Linked DNA regions of Triticum aestivum: region 2 is linked to region 1. A link is a contact called in public Hi-C data. All regions are on one chromosome and are shown on one strand. The core of a region is the stretch at or near the end of the contact, and the rest is flanking DNA. Distances in the headings are between cores, read along the strand shown.

What was found. A called contact is a pair of places that touch in the nucleus more often than the background predicts.
Region 2: a contact with region 1 is called in a Hi-C map of leaf, with 5 times the contacts expected there. The contact joins the promoter of LOC123181074 here to the promoter of LOC123181066 in region 1. A contact is called at or near these places in 2 of 5 Hi-C or Micro-C datasets (both in leaf).

The regions. Positions count from the first base shown.
Region 1 is chr1D:214,628,321-214,633,685 of IWGSC CS RefSeq v2.1, forward strand. LOC123181066 (probable serine/threonine protein phosphatase 2A regulatory subunit B''delta) reads left to right here and starts at 3,287. Exons shown (of 13, transcript XM_044593280.1): 1 at 3,287-3,741. The coding sequence starts at 3,589. LOC123181065 (a long non-coding RNA gene) reads right to left here and starts at 2,696. Exons shown (of 11, transcript XR_006491484.1): 1 at 2,107-2,696; 2 at 1,954-2,016; 3 at 1,796-1,857; 4 at 1,498-1,701; 5 at 304-539.
Region 2 is chr1D:215,202,198-215,207,307 of IWGSC CS RefSeq v2.1, forward strand. LOC123181074 (F-box/kelch-repeat protein At5g42350) reads left to right here and starts at 1,591. Exons shown (of 1, transcript XM_044593291.1): 1 at 1,591-2,214. The coding sequence starts at 1,738. The coding sequence ends at 2,079. It overlaps LOC123181072 (exportin-4), which reads left to right. Exons shown (of 32, transcript XM_044593288.1): 30 at 226-422; 31 at 545-614; 32 at 725-1,402. The coding sequence ends at 913. It overlaps LOC123181075 (probable methyltransferase PMT8), which reads left to right and starts at 4,173. Exons shown (of 8, transcript XM_044593292.1): 1 at 4,173-4,425. It also overlaps the pseudogene LOC123181073.

The DNA of each region.
Region 1 (5,365 bases), core at 2,037-4,536:
GGATGCTTGCCTGAATAAATTGGGATTACATAGGACCATAAGTACGTAGTTCTTAAGAGCTAAAATTGATCCATAATTCCATGTCTACGGATGCAACAATTCAGCTTAGACATCCAATCGTAGTTAGGTTCAGGTTCAGTCTATTTCATACAGCTAGCAAAAGCAAGTGGAAGGCCTCCACCCTAGGGAACTACTTGTTTGCATGTGCTCTGACTAAACTGAACAAGATCACTTGTATCTATGAAATGTACTACACACTTATTTTCTGCATAACAATTTTGTGACATCCATACACAAACATACCTGTAGGCCAATAACCAAGCCTGATCGCCATAATCCGCTGACAGATGCAAATTGCATTGACACAAACTGGAGCCCACGCAAGTGCCAAAAGTAGCACGTGTGTATGGCAAAGCTTCGAGAACATCCAATATTCCTGCTGAGAGCATGAGCAGATCCATGTCCGAGCCTCCATCGCTGTAATCTGGTATCCCATTCTCATCCTTGTCTAACCTTTGTCCTCCAAAAATCAAATTGTCCTGAACCAAAACAGAAAGAATGCGATTCATTTACTTTTAGCAACATGTAACAGAAAGCCTACTAAATCTTCCTTTGGTGGAATCTGCACTTTCATCTACCCATAAAGGAACAATTTTGCACAATAAAGAACACAGACGTCAAGGACTAATATAAATGAAGTGAGATCTTCGTTCCAAAAATAAGTGAAATTAACATGTCCATATCTGCTCCTTAGTATAAGTACCTACTCCTACTTAATGCCCAACAGTACATTCTTAGAAAATGAAGGGAAAACGGAATAAGTTTAGAACTGAAGTATGCTTGAAGCCCAATAGTACAGTATGTCTGAAGCCAACAATCCAATGACCCTGCATAAGAAATAATTATTGAATATTTTTCTGACTTGATGCAGGGTCATGGGATTGTTGGCGGCTGGAAGACGGCGCAAGGTAGTTGCTCGTTGTATAAAATACACATCAAGAAAAGTCAACCCACTCATACTTCTACAATGGCAGGGGCAAATCAAAATGGATAGAAGAATTAGTACAATCCTAAAATCTGGAATGCAAATTGCTTCTTCAAACAACTGGGCTTATTAACTCAATTATACACAGTCACACTTGCTCAGAGATTAGATAAATCACAGATGTAAGCAATATAAAGAGGCTCAAACATTAAATAAAACAGGAATGTAAGAAATATGAAGTGCAGGTCTCTGTACACCTCACACTTCTCATTTGTAGTGCACAAGTCGTCGGATGGTTCAAAGGGGGATATAATACAAAAGCAAGATAGGAATACAAGGTGCAGGTTTCTGTACACCTCACACTTATCATCTGTAGTGCACAAGTCATTGGACGGTTCAAAGAAGGATGAAATACAAAAGCAAGACAGGTTTAGGTAACACATTCAAGTGTGATTATTAATGTATCATCACACACTACAAAATATAATTATTGACTCGATAGCCGGACCTACCTGGCATATCAAGAACAGCCTCAAATTCTGAAGAAATGAGGCATCATCCGGGGTAAGTATGCCAATGATCATATCCTCACAATTGATCTGGACTTTTTCTTTTTCCAACTAAACTGATAACTTTGTGTTATCTATCAGATACGAGAGGTAATAAGATAAGACCAAAAGTATCTCTTCTTGAATTCCATTCTCGGTAGTAACAATCTGGGAGAGAGAAACCATATCATTTATATTTCCTTGAAGTATGAAAATACTGCAGTAATGTGAAGGAAAAATTCACAGAACCTGGAGTGCTCACCTAGGTCTTAAAAAACATCTATTGCTCTCAACCTGTCCGCACCATTCTAAAACTTCCACTCTCTGCAGCAAAAACAAAAGGAAACCACCAAACTGAGTATTGCATCAACCACGAAACAATAATCTAGAAAGGTAATGGAATTGAGGACACGCCCCTACGGAAGCTCCCATTTGAACAATTAAACCAGCAGCTGCAAATTGTACATCATTAGACCCTGCTTCCTGCAAGCAATTCATCAAGCACTCCATGAGCACAAAAAAATGAATCATTAGGAGAGAGATGGAAAAGAGTGGCGGAGAGGATAAGCATACCTGTAGCAGAGCCCGCTGTCACCATTGGTGTAGGAACCTCCTCGACATCAAACCCTAGAAATGAAATAGAATGAAATTAATCAAGAGAGGAAGGAATCAGAACAAGGATCTCGCATGGGGAGGCAGAAGGCAGCGTTGTGCTCCAACGGATGGGGCTGGTAGGAGGCCGAGACGAGGTCCTCATCGGTGAGCTGGAAAAGTTGGAGACGAGCAGGATGGTTCCAGACACGGATCGAGGTGGTTCCGAAGGTGAGAGCACCTCCACGAGCGCCTCCATGGTGCAGCACATGCCGGAGCTCCACGAGCAGCCGCGACTGGCAGGGCGCGCCGGCGCTCCGTGCTCTCCTGCGGGCTTGGCTCCTTCTCCATCGCACCCCCTCTTCTCCACTTCACGTCCCTCCTCCTTCCTGGTTCTCCACTCGACAAAGCGTCGGGAGTTGGCGAGGGCGGGGCCGAAGACGGGGGAGAAGGAGAGAGGGCGGCGGCCTAGGGGAGAGGCGGCAGCTTGGGGGAGAGGCAACAGATTGAGGAGGAGGAGAGGAGGCGGGGATTGGGGGAGACCGGGGAAAGAGGAGGCAGCGAATTGGGGGGAAAGAGGAGCAAGCAGGACAAAAAGCGACGCCCACCCACGAGACCGACAGATGGGCCCGGCGCGGCTGAAGCGGAAGGGCTGCCGCTGGGTGCAAGAAGAACGGTAAAAAATGCACTGCGAACCCGCGATCGCTCCTGCCAACCCACGTTCTATCGCCGCTGCTTTTTTTTATCGGAACACAGGCACACACACCGTGTGGCTGCGAGGCTGGCCCGCGGGCAAGGCTGGCCTATCTGTCATCAACTCTGGCCTGATTACGCAGCGTACGCAAAAACGAACGCCCAGATTTTCACCACAGCGATGGAAGGTACATCGACAATGGACACCGATGCATATCGTGCGAGCAGGATCGGTTTAAAACCGCGATGGCGCTGGTTTAGCGGGTACTCTAGGAGGCTTTATATGTTCAATTACAGGAAAGAAAATAGAACCGAAAAACACAAAACCGCTTCCACGCACGGGTTTGGCTGCATTCTGAGCCACATCAGCTCCATTCAGCCACACGGAGCGAAAGTGCCATCGGAAAGACGATTTCATTTTGCCCTCCGCTGTTATATCGACGCCCACCATTAGCCAGCAGCCTAGCACCACCATCTTCCGCTCTCCCCTCCCCCCGGAACCCCCTCCCCCCATCTCCTCCACCTGTTGTCGCTCGCTTGTCCCGGCCTAGGGTTTCGCCTCCACCCGTCCCCGGCTCTCGCCTCAGATCTCGACGCCGGCGACCCCTGATCCTCCTTAGTCGTCCGCCGCCGACCCCGCCGAGTTCCGATTCGCCACTCACCTCACGCCACACCACCGCGTCCTCCAGCCTCTGGACGCGCTCGCGGGGGACAGATCTAGGGTTTGGGGCCTTGCTTGGTGCATGAGAAGGGCACCAGGGTCTTGACGGCATGGAGGTGGAAGCGGCGAGGAGGGATGCGTCGGCGCTTGACCCGGAGCTGCTGCAGCTGCCAGAGCTCGCGCCGGGCGCGCTCCGGGAGAACTCAAGCATAGCCGAGGCACTCTACTTGCAGTGGCTCGTGCTGCCTGAGTCGTCCAAGCTGGTAACCTCTCACCCGTCCTCTTGCCCTCGCGTGCTCCTTTGGATTTGCTCATATATTGGCGCGGTTCGTCCGTTATTTTGCGTGGCTAGCGTGATCTCCTGTTGGAACTCTTGGAAAAATGTTGTTAGAACGCTCTGCCTTGGTGGCGCCTTGTGCTGCAGTGCCTCTCTATGAGTTTAGATTGTTATGTTCGTATCAGGATTGCTAGCTTAAGCCGAGGATACAAAGCGACGGGGTCTGGTACATCAAAGGCTAAGGTCCTGCGGGAGATTGTGATTGTAGTAATTTTTGCGGAAATATGTACTTGGCCTGTTTCTTCGGGTGCTTACTTTCTGCTCCTCAGTTGCCGTGAATGAATATGTACCATCTGTACTAATTTGGTTTCTTGAACCGATGTGCTTACTTGTGGTTTTTGAGATGAGCCCTCACCGTATGCATCAGCTTTATCATTATATTAAAGATAAAGAAATGTTGGTATGATAGTCAATGTTGCATGTGATTAGAGGAATGATGGATTTCAGGAGATGTGGACTCTGATGCTGTACCGAGATCTAGTGCTATCAAAGATTTGTTTTATGCTACAGCAATTTGTGTTATACTTTGAGCCCATGCTTACTTAAAATGATAGTTCACTCTTCTGAGGACATTTTTGCAGTGGTACACTGTGCTAGAGATCTGGCTTGAATTGTCTGCTTTTGTCTCTTTGGGTTACTTTAGATTGTTTTGTTTGGATGATGGTATTCCTTTTGCCAAGCAATTACTATGTAAATTTTTGATGGAGGGTCTGTTCTGTCATTTACTTGGACTTTTGAGATTTATATGCAATGATACAGGTATGCATCAGTGTTCTTGATAGTAAAACGTGCTAACTTTTCTCCTTAGTGCACTCATGGAATTTGAAGTTGCTATTTCCTGGTTGCAATCTGTTTGAGTATTGCTCTGGTGATAGGTGATAGTCAATGGCTTCATGTGAGAAGGTCGAATTGTTGCTCCGTGTGCATATTTTGTTGAGCTCTTTTTGGCTGCTAATTTGATGCATACCTGTGCAGAACAGTAGATAAAATGCAACATAGACTATATAGCTTTTGTTGACAATATCATATATGGTGTTACCTGTAGTGTTATCACGGTCTCAAGGCTTTACCATTAGTGTGTCTTGCTCTCCCAAATGATGCTAACATTTCGTTGTTTTGTCTGCTTTGTTATGTTGAATGTTGTATTGGATGTTACGTAGTGTTATGGGGTGGACATAGCATAGTAGTCAATGGCATGTTACCTTTTTCTGTGGGAGACATGATGTTATCAAATAGGTCAGCAGATGACATGACTGCTTGCCTCGACTGGCAGCAGTCCAGGAGACAGAGGGACTCCACTTCCCCTTGCTGTCGGCCTTTTGTAGTTCGCAACCACCGTGCATCGTCACCTCCCTGCTCAGCGCTATCGCTTTGCGAACACACCTGTCACATTGGGCTTTCTTAGCTCTTTCATCTTGCTGATTTTCTCTGCTGCTTGTTGTGCATCTCACTTGTTAGCTGGATGCCCTCTGCCTTGCTGCTTTGGTGCCCAATGCTTCTGCTAGAGAAGGTGTCTGCCTGTTGGTAATTGAGCATGGGAGTAGGGAGTG
Region 2 (5,110 bases), core at 341-2,840, 570 kb after region 1:
TGCTATAAGATGACTGGACAGAACTTCTGTTTTCTGAAATGCGATATAACTGGCAAATTACAATGAATAATCAGATGTATTTTTGCGTGCCACTTGTGATGTCTACAAATATTGTTTGATCTATATAATATGTGAAACAATTGCCATTGCCGTGCATTCTGTATGTTGAAATACAGTCTATATTCTTCAGCTGATATAGCTAGGTTTGTGTTTTCCATGTTGCAGGATGGCGATGTTGTTGAGAGGTGCCTCACAGCAGTAAATGCCCTTGCCTCGTACCATTTCAAAGAAAGACTTGGAGGCAGAGGAGGGCTTGGCTCGCAGGTTATGGAATCTGAAGGATCGAATGGGAAACTTCAGGAAAGCATATCAAGTCACTTCTTGAGGCTTCTCCTGCAACTACTTCTGTTTGAAGATTTTAGGTGAGCTCCCCACGTCTACATTCAGTATAGATTTAGGATCCTGTAACTTCATTTTTTTTCTTCATATTGTTCCACTTACCTTATTTGTTGTTGTACGTATCTGATCTATGTGACTGTTGCAGAATGGAACTAGCAGGTTCTGCTGCAGATGCTTTGCTTCCTTTACTTTTTTGTGAACAGGAGTTATATCAGGTCCTTTCTCACCACTTCTCTAATAGGTTAACAGTTATCAGATCAAGTACAATACTAAGGCTTAATTTTTGTTATTTTGCTATGTGTTCTCATCACGTCTCCCTCTGCAGAGACTGGTCCATGAGTTGCTTGAGAAAGAGCAGAATCCGACTGTAAAATCAAGGCTGGCACTTGCTTTCCATAACCTGACAAGTTCAAATAATCTCTCAAGCACCCTTGACCGGCCAAACAGGCAGAAATTCCGGAAAAATCTCCGTGTTTTCTTAGGTGAGGTCTCGGGCTTCATGCAGATAAAGTAGATGCAAAGTGACATGAAAGCATTGATGTCTGGTCGATCCCCAGAAGATTTTTCGCCGTTGTGGGAGAGTTCATGTGTGGCGGAGCCATGAGCAGGAATTCTGGCGTTAGAGGTTGAAAACACATTCGCCGTTATGTGTTGAAGGGATAGTTGAAACAGAAATGACAGGAACATGTCGACGCGTTCCAGGATCTGTGTCTGGCTGCATTTGGCGGTGGAGAATTGGACGCCCGGACATGAGATCGTCGTGTAGATTTAGTTGGGACTCGATGTAATCATACAGAAAAGGCGGGCATTTTTTTAAACGGAGAAGGTGGTCATTTTGTTGCGACTGCTCAAATGGAACAGTTCTTTTCTCCCACATGTATGGAGATACGGCTTAGAAGAAGCGATTCGGCACCGTGTGGTGCATGATTTGTGTTGGTCGAGAAACGCTGAACGCTGGGGCCTGCTTTTGCAATGTTTGATTTTTACCGGACTCCTGTGTGAACCAAGATGTTTCGTGTAAAATGTCTTCTTCCAGAGCAACTGAACAAGCAGATGGTGTCGGCGTGTCGCTGTAACCAGCTGGGGCTCACTTTGAGCGTCTGAGCCCTAGGATTCCTGAGTTTTTTTTTTCTTTTTCTTCTGGCCAGGAACTCACGAGCGAAATGACCAGCAGTGTTGTGGCTAAAAGATCTTGAGGTAATAGCACGGCAGGTCCTACGTCTACTGCGAGTCCGACACGCCTACCATCTCGACGCCGACTCATGGTCCGTCGTCCAGACGTCCCGGCCGCCGCCACGGCTCCGAGACTACACGCCGGCGCTGGTCTGCTGCGCATCCATGTTCATGCTCTGCGTCTCGTGGTGTGACCCGGCGAATAGAAGGGACAAGGTGGTGCGGAAGGTGTTCGAGATGAACCTCGGCTTGACACCGCTGCTCCAGTGGACCGAGGCGTCCGCGCACCCGGACGCACCCATGGATTCCAACAGTGTTCGCCACCGGCCAGGACAGGATCAACTTGTAGAGATGTTCAGAATCTTCGGCAAGATCCTTGACTTCGCGACGGCTTGCCGGGTCTCGGGCAGCGGGCAGAGCTGGAGCTGCATCGCCCGGGAGAACGTGGCCGCCATGGCCGACGCCATGTCCTGCCGGCTGAAATCCTTGGCCGTGCTGCTTCTCTGAAGATCGCTGATGTGTACTCTGTTTTTCTTTTCCACTTACACTGATGATTTGTTTGTTGCCATGAGCTGCTGATTGATGTGCAGCTCGGTAAAGCCATTCCATTCCATTGCATTGCATGCCTGCTGTGATTGTTCATGCTGAGTTTGTTCAATATGATTTGAAGAGAGAGAGAGAGATTGTTCAGACTTCAGAGACGAAGAGCAGCAGCGTCCAAGAGGTGCGTGAGGATCAACTGTCCGACATCAGCGGCCAGGCGGCGTCTAACAACGAGGCATCCAACACCTCCTCCCGCCCCAAGCTCGCCCTCGACCTGTCGCTCACCGTCACCGCCGCCGACACCACAACCGCAAAATCGAGCACCACCGACAGGACCGGCGGCGGGTGTTCACGTGCAACTACTGCCAGGGGAAGTTCTTCAGCTCGCAGGCGCTGGGCGGGCACCAGAACGCGCACCGGCGGGAGCGCACGCTGGCCGGCGTGCGGTGCACCAGCTCGAGGCCTACCCCTACGGCTACGCCGATGTGGCCTCCCTCCAGCTCTATGGCTCGCTCGTGCTGTATCCCATCGGCATCAAGGCGCACGCGCTGGTGCACCCTGCGGCGGCGCAGGCGGAGCGGCAGCAAGGAAGCCGCCTCCCTTGCTGCGCCGCGGGCGTTGCTGGGCCCGATGCCGTTCCTCATGGGTGGCGACGAGGAGGTCAGCTTCGGGTGCCCCGACAGCTTTAGGCCACCACCGGCGTGCTCCCTCTCCTCCACTCCGGCCACAACCTGGGGCTTGGGCAGCAGCGGCAAGCCGACGAGGAGCCTGACCTGACGCTTCAGGTGATATCCTTTGACAGCCACGAGGTATACTGCGGGTTGAAATCAACAGAAGGCAGGGGGCAAAATGCAAAATGCACGGCGCTGACCGGCTCGGCCGAGCTGGCTCCACATGGCTGCATCTGATACGTCCAGGACCAAATTTGCACCTTTAGGACAAGTTCGAGGACTAGATAGTTTGCTTTTGCAGGTTTTAGGACCAAAGTATCACATGCAAGACAAGTTCAAGGACCTGCGATGCTATTACCTCAAAGATCTTCAACCTTCACGCACCAAATTTGGGTGGGTCTTTATGGGCGCGCCATAACTCCCTTGGACATGAGGTCCCGTGTGTGGCTGCGCCGGTGGGTGGTGGCGCTGGCATTTGTGGATTTTGGTGACCATTTGCTGTGTGGATCCCATGGACTTCCGTCGAGCAAGCTGTTGCGTGTCGGTGGCTGCATGCCCGTGTCGGCGCGTGGCGTAGATGGATGGATGGGTAGATCTCTGGTCGAAAATTCTGTGCGTAGAGTGGGAATGTGGGATGCACGTGATATGGAAAACCAATCAGGCATTTGGCCCGGAGGCGGTACATTGTCGTAGTCGGCTGCCGCGTTTAGTTTTAGAACGTGAGTATCCCCTATGGCTCGGCCGTGGCCAGTTTGGGTTTCCTCCGGCTCGTTGCACTAAAGGTCTTGCCCTACAACTTCTTGGCAAAGAATGAAAGTGCAGCATCTCGAGGAGCAAAGTCCATAGGAAAAAACAAACGGAAACGAAAGGAAAACAAAAGGAAAGACTCACGTGACAAAGCTGATTGATTGGCCATACGCGCATCAGCACTGCAGCACCAGCAGCAGGACAGCGAAGGAAGAGAGAAAATAATAATGGTATATCCCTTCGCCTCCATCCCATTGGGTCGGCGCCGACAGAGATCTCCCCTCAAGTCCCCAACGTTAATCATCTAAAAAAGACCCACTACTACTACTAATCTATACTACTAGTACTAGAATAAGAATTTTTTTAACACAGAATAACAATTACTCCTTCCGTTCCTAAATATTTTTTTAGATATTTCAAATGAACTACCACATACGGATGTATATAGACATATTTTAAAGGGTAGAACTGTAGATTCACTCATTTTGCTTCGTATGTGGTTACTTGTCGAAATCTCTAAAAAGACAAATATTTAGGAACGGAAGGAGTATTATTATCCGTCTCGCTCTCGCGCATCTCGGCACGGGAGGGACATTCCCTCCGCTTAACAGCGTCCCGTGTACGTTTAATCTGCAACCCTGCTCGCTAATCATCTCACGGATCTTGCTGTTGCTGGTTTCATTAACACGCGCCACCAAGAGTGCAGACCTGCCCCCTCTCTCTCCGCGTTCGCTGCCCCCTCTCTCTCCCCCTCCCACGCTTCGCCCCGCAAATCGAGGCCTTCCGCTGGCCCTCCTCACCCCGAACCGCCCCAGCCAGCCAACGGAGGCGACGAGCGCCCGGCCCGCGGCGGCACTCCCCCGCCCGCCGCCCGCGCACGGGATCCGCGACGGTGCGTTGCCTCTCCCCCCTACCCCGCTACCCCCCTCTGTCCAGCCGTCCATGTCGTTGCCACCCGGCGGTGCGATCTGGTTGCGATGCCCCATGCGTCCTCCCGCGGAAAGGGAGGGAGCGGCGGCCACGAACGCGCGCGCGCGCGCGGCGTGGGTTTCTCGTGTCCGGTGGGATTCGCGCGCTGTGCGTGCGTGTTGGGGTTTTTGTGCTGGTTCGTTTCTGTTGTCCCGTCTGTTAGGATTTGGTTGGTTCGTCTTTAGCTGCGCTTCGTAGTCCTCGTTGCCAAACCCTGGGGATTTTTAATCCGCTGCTGGCCTCGCGCCGGACGCACTCAGCCAGCAGCCCCTCCTCCGCAACCAGGCCGCAGTGCCCGTCACTGTCTCAGTTGTCTCTGCTGGGTCAAACCGAAGCTCTTCCTTCCGCCGTATGCTCGGCTGCCTAATCCAACTGCGCAGAGAGCTTCCGTGCTGGCGAGCCGAATTCCAAGCCCGCTTCGTGGAACTGGAATCGAGACCACGCCGCAGATCGGAAGCAACCTGCCAGTAAATAGCTCGGAAAAGGGGAGCTTTGTTTAAAGTACCACTAGTGCTCATCTTCCCTCTTTGTGATCCGCCCCCCCACTCCACTCTTTACCACTGCCGCCCGTTTGCGTACTTATACGGGTTTCGGTGTGACCATTTAAT